2 separate regions of the Mus musculus genome follow, and region 1 is linked to region 2. The links are chromatin contacts, called in public capture Hi-C maps. All regions are on one chromosome and are shown on one strand. Each heading gives the region's core, a stretch centred on a gene start, on an enhancer-like site or on the middle of the called end of the contact. The rest is flanking DNA. Distances are from core to core; before and after follow the strand shown.

What was found. Capture Hi-C pulls out chosen DNA fragments and counts their contacts.
Region 1: a capture Hi-C map of embryonic stem cells shows a contact between it and region 2, with 5 times the contacts expected there. The contact joins two enhancer-like sites. A contact is called at or near these places in 1 of 115 datasets of contacts at active chromatin or transcription factors (embryonic stem cells) and 1 of 9 other capture datasets (embryonic stem cells).

What each region holds. Positions count from the first base shown.
Region 1 is chr4:23,572,002-23,574,807 of GRCm38.p6, reverse strand. No RefSeq gene overlaps it. Among named protein-coding and RNA genes, the nearest start is that of Gm31085, 59 kb to the right of the region's middle. Within about 2 kb of position 1,552, at least 6 of the 459 cell types and tissues checked have an H3K27ac peak or open chromatin away from gene starts, as enhancers often do. A contact at or near this core is called in embryonic stem cells, where this site is marked.
Region 2 is chr4:22,281,703-22,284,416 of GRCm38.p6, reverse strand. No RefSeq gene overlaps it. Among named protein-coding and RNA genes, the nearest start is that of Fbxl4, 74 kb to the left of the region's middle. Within about 2 kb of position 1,301, at least 7 of the 459 cell types and tissues checked have an H3K27ac peak or open chromatin away from gene starts, as enhancers often do. A contact at or near this core is called in embryonic stem cells, where this site is marked.

The DNA.
Region 1 (2,806 bases), core at 303-2,802, 1.3 Mb before region 2:
GAAAAGACTAAACCCAAGAATAGTAGAAATAGAAGAGAGCAGAGATTCCCAGCTCAAAAGGCCAGAAAACATCTTCCACACATTCTTAGAAGAAAAATTTCCCAACCTAAAGAAAGAGATAGTGATAAATGTACAGGAAGTCTATAGAAAACCAAATAGATTTGAGCACATAATAATGAAAACTCTAAATGCACAAAACAAGGAAAGAATATTAGAAGCAGTAAGGGAATAAGGCATGTATCATATAAAGGCAGACCTATAAGAAATAGACCAGACTTCTCAATACAGACTCTAAAACCCAGAAGATCCTGGACAAATGTCATCCAGACCCAAAGAGAACTCAAATGCTAGCCCAAGCTACTATATCCAGCAAACCTCTCAATCATCAGAGATGGAGGACACAAAATATTCTCTGACTTAACTAAGTTTAAACAATATATATCTACTAATCCAGCCCTATAGAAGGAAAACTACAACACAAAAAGGTTATCTACACCAAAGAACAAAGAAGAAATCACAAGTTTCACAACAAACCCGAAAGAAAAGAATTACACACATGCCATCTCTAACAACAAATATAATAGGAACTAACAACCACTTGTCTTTAATAACTCTCGACATCAATGGACTCAATTCCCCAATTAAAAGACATGACTAACAACCTGGATATTCAAGTAAAATCCAGCATTTTTCTGCATACAGGAAACACACCTGAATGGCAAAGACAGGCACTATCTCAGGGTAAAAGACTGGAAAAAAGTTTTTCAAGCAAATGATCCCAAGAAATAAGCTGAATTAGCAATTTTAATATCTAATAAAATAGATTTTCAACTATAAGTTATCAACCGGGGAAGGACACTGTCTTAGTCAGGGTTTCTATTTTTGCACAAACATCATGACCAAGAAACAAGTTGGGGAGGAAAGGATTTATTCAGCTTACACTTCCATACTGCTGTTCATCACGAAGGAAGTCAGAACTGGAACTCAAGCAGGTCAGAAAGCAGGAGCTGATGCAGAGGCCATGGAGGCATGTTCTTTACTGGCTTGCTTCCCCTGGCTTGCTCAGCCTGCTCTCTTATAGAACACAAAACTACCAGCCCAGAGATGGTCCCACCCACAAGGGGTCTTCCTCCTTGATCACTAATTGAGAAAATGCCTTACAGTTGGATCTCATGGAGGCATTTCCTCAACTAAAGCTCCTTTCTCTGTGATAACTCCAGCTGTGTCAAGTTGACACAAAACTAGCCAGTAGAGACACTTTATATTCATCAAATGAAAAATCCAAAAGGATGAAGTCTCAATTCTGAACATCTATGCCCCAAACACAAGGTCATCCATACTCATAAAAGAAAGTTTACTAAAACTCAAAACAAACATTGAACTTCACCCAATAATAGTGGGAGATTTCAACAACCCATACAAGCAGCTTAGCAGCACAACTGAAAGGTTTAGAACAGAAAGAAGCAAACACACCCAAGAGGAATAGAGACAGAAAATTGTGTCCTTCCTCCAGCCTTGAATAGGCTAAACAAACTTCTACTGGTTTTACAGCCTGGCTGAGTCAGCACCTGGCCTTGTCTTATTTGCATTTCCCTACCAGAGCCTGGAAGAGTTGACCTCCTGCTGAGCTTGCTTTGCAACAGAATCCAGCTGAAACAAAGGATGGGTATTAGGGTTTTGCTTATATTTGCTGCAAAGCTGAAAATTAAACTTTTAGCCTTGATCAGAAACCTTTGTCTTGGCTTCATTCTTCTCTCAGCCACCTGTCCTTTTTCATTTCCAGCCTCCTTTCAGATGTACCAAGTTCTCTGTGGCTGCTGGACAGCTACCGGAAATTCAAACTCAGGGCTGAAACCAACCAGTTAGAGACAAGGACAACTATACAAAGAATCAACAAAACCAAGAGCTGGTTCTTTGAGAAATTCAACAAGATAGAAAAAACATTAACCAAACTAACTAAAGAGCACAGAAACAGTATCCAAATTAACAAAATCAGAAATGAAAAAGAAGAAAAAACAACAGAAACTGAGGAAATTAAAAAAAAGTCATCAGATATTACTACAAAAACCTATACTCATCAAAACTGGGAAATATAGATGAAATGGATGATTTTCCAGACAGATACTCTGAAACAAAGTTAAATCAAGAGCAGGTAAACCATGCAAACAGTCCTATAACCCCTAAAGAAATATTAGCTGTCATTAAAAACTCCCAACCCAAACGAGACCAGTGCCAGAAGGTTTTAGTGAAGAATTCTATCATACCTTCAAAGGAGAGCTAATACCAACACTTCTCAAACTATTCCATAAATTAGTAACAGAAGGAACACTACCTAATTCATTCCATGAAGCCATAGTTGCTTTGATACTTAAACCACAGAAAGACCCAACAATGAAAAAGAACTTCAGACCAATTTTGCTTATGAATATTGATGGAAAAATACTCAGTAAAGTTCTGACAAACTGAATCCAAGAATACATCAAAATGACCCCTCACCACAATTAAGTAGGCTTCATCCTGGGGATGCAGGGATGGTCCAATATACAGAAATCCATCAATGGAAAATCAATGGAAACCACTACTTAAACAAACTCAAAGGAAAACAACAACAACAACATATGATCACTTCATTAGATGTTGAAAAAGCATTTTATAAAATACAAAAGCCCTTCATGTTAGAAGTAATGAAATAATCAGAAATTAAAGGCACTTACCTAAACATAATAAATGCAATATACAGCAAATCAACAGCCAATATCAAGTTAAATGGATAGATACTTGAAACAATCCCACTAAAATCTGGGTC
Region 2 (2,714 bases), core at 52-2,551:
GGTTACATTACAATAGACACACATGAAATTCAGAGAATCACGAGGACATACTTTTAAATTCTGCATTCCACCAGACTAGAAAACCTGTATAAAATTTATGGATTTCTTCACACACACATTTACTTATATGTATTTATTTACTTACTGAAGTAAAATCAAAATCATATGAGCAATTTAAACACACCCATAATTCTTAGTGAAATATAAGCAGTAATTAATTCAAGCAAAGTCTAGAGAAAGGGAAAATATTTTTGCCAATTATGCATATGATACAGAGTTAGTATTTAGAATATGTAAAGAACTAAAAAGAAAATGAATATCAAAAAAACCAAACAACACAATGAAAACAGGAATAGAGAAATAAACTGGGAGTTCTCAAAACACAAGTAACCTGAAGCTCTTAAAGAAAAGCTACCCATCCATTGCCCCAGGGGAATGTCTTACCTCAAAATGACTAGGATCAATAGAATGAAGGACAGCTCATGCTGTCAAGGATGTGGGGAAGGAGAGTACTTACCATTGCTGGTGGGAGTGACAATGCGTATAGACACCCGGGAAATCAGTACGGAGGTTCCTCAAAAAGCTGAAAATTAATATACAAGATCCAGCTATACCACCTTTGGGCGTATACCCAAAATTCTCTATATTTTACTCTAGAACTATGTACTCATCCATGTTCACTACTGCTCTATTCATAATAGCCAGAAATTAGAAATAGCCTAGATATCCATCTGCTGATGAATAGATGATGAAAATGTACATTTCCACAATGGAATATAATCAAGCTTTAAAAAGAGAGAAAAATTATAAAATTTAAAGTTCTGCTGTTTCAAAATAATACAACATTCCCTGAAACAAACCTTCTTGCTTCTATAGTATTTAGACTGCAATGTCCTCCTGATAACTGTCTCCCATCCCACACTTATTTCTAATTTCTCTTGGTACTTTCATAGTTCAATGTTAGATCCTTGGGATTGCAGCAGATCATATTGTTACAGTAATAATAATAAGTGATCTTATTATCTCCCTTGGCATTCAAGTGTTGGAAATGTAATAACCAATGCAACACTGTTGAGCAGTGGTGGGGACAGAGAGACACGGGTTTCTGCCCCTGGAACAGGGCTCTGGTGTCGGCCTCCATGAGTGTAGATGATTGTTGTGGGTGTAAGGCTAGTTTGTATAATAGTATACATATTTTCTGGAACCCCTGCTGGCAGTGGAGGACTCTTTCCTTCAGAGGAAAGTCCTCCTGATTAAGGTTCATGATTCCATGATAATTAGAAACAGCAGGAGTTGAGGGTGTGGCTATGACTCAGCAAAGTAGACCTGAGAGCTTTGGGACAGCCCTTAAAGCTATGAGAAGGAGCTCTAAATACATTCGCTCAAAAATTTATATTTTCTCAATTATGTAAAAAATAAAGATGCAATATGAATCATAAGAGGAGCTTCACAAATCTAAAGGAACAAAAGCAGCTTTGCTGTAAGCCAACTTGTATGGAAATTACCCAGGAAGAAGATAAGAGATTTAGGGAGTGGGGATTGCATAAGTCCCACATAGATGAGTTTTCTGTTTATGCTTTCAAAGGCAGATAGATTCTTGAGTTCAGGGTCAGCCTAGGAAAGAGAGATGTTAGCCTCAGGCGTGGTGGAAATGGTAGCTGCAGGGCAGGGTTCCATTCTACTAGTTTACCTTCTGTTCTTAACAAAGGAAGACAGATCTCTGAATTCTTTTGGAATGATAAGAAAAAAAGATATGCTTGCTGTCTCCTAAAAACCAAAGGGTTGGCCTCACAGGATGTGATGTGGAATTATAAGGCAATCAAAAGGAAACCTGGAGTAAATGACTGGATTGATATGTAAATAAAAGACTGGACCTGTGTTCTGCAGGAGAGGAGCTATTCAGAGAATTTTTTTAAGATAAAAGAGAGAACAGCTTGGAGAACTGACACAAGCAAGCAGGACATGGATAGAGATCTCCAGAAAGTTGAACCTAGACAGACGCAGGCTGGAACAAGGTTGTATGAAGCAGAACACAGGTCGTCTTCCAGTTGTTCTTTTCAGCAGTCCCAGACACCCCTTCTCTCAGAACCCTTCTCCAAGCTAAGGCTGATCCTTGGCAGAATGGGACCTCTAGGACGTGATCTTGTCATGAAAAGGGTGTTTGATTTGCAGGGTGTGGCCATTGCAGGCTAGGTTACTATTTCAAGGCCGGTCATTGCACAGTAAGTTACTATTGGTTGTTTTTTGCTCTTTCTCTTTTACTTTCCGCCATGGAAGGTGGTCATAAGAATTCCCCACCAGACATTGGCCACTTAACATTGGATTTCACTACCATCAAAACTATGAGAAATGGTTCTTCTTTTTCTTTTTTAAGTTAGCCAATCAATGGTATTCCATCATAGCAATGCAAGTGAACAAAATGAATGGTTTGAATCATGGCTGTCTTTTTTTTTTTTTTTTTCTAAATTACAGCCTTCCCAAAGACAAAAGACAGAGCATGAGTTCTCACTACAGCCTTCCAGGACTACCTGCTGATAGAAGGCTTATATCTACACCATATAACCTTATGACATTCCAAGTCTATCTTCTCTTCCATAACAGGATAACTTTATAAGCCTGTTGTTAAAAATTCAGCGAAATAATAAAGGTGAAGTACAAGGCTTGGTGTTTGATATGAAAACTACTATTCACAAAATGCTCAATATTGCTTTGAA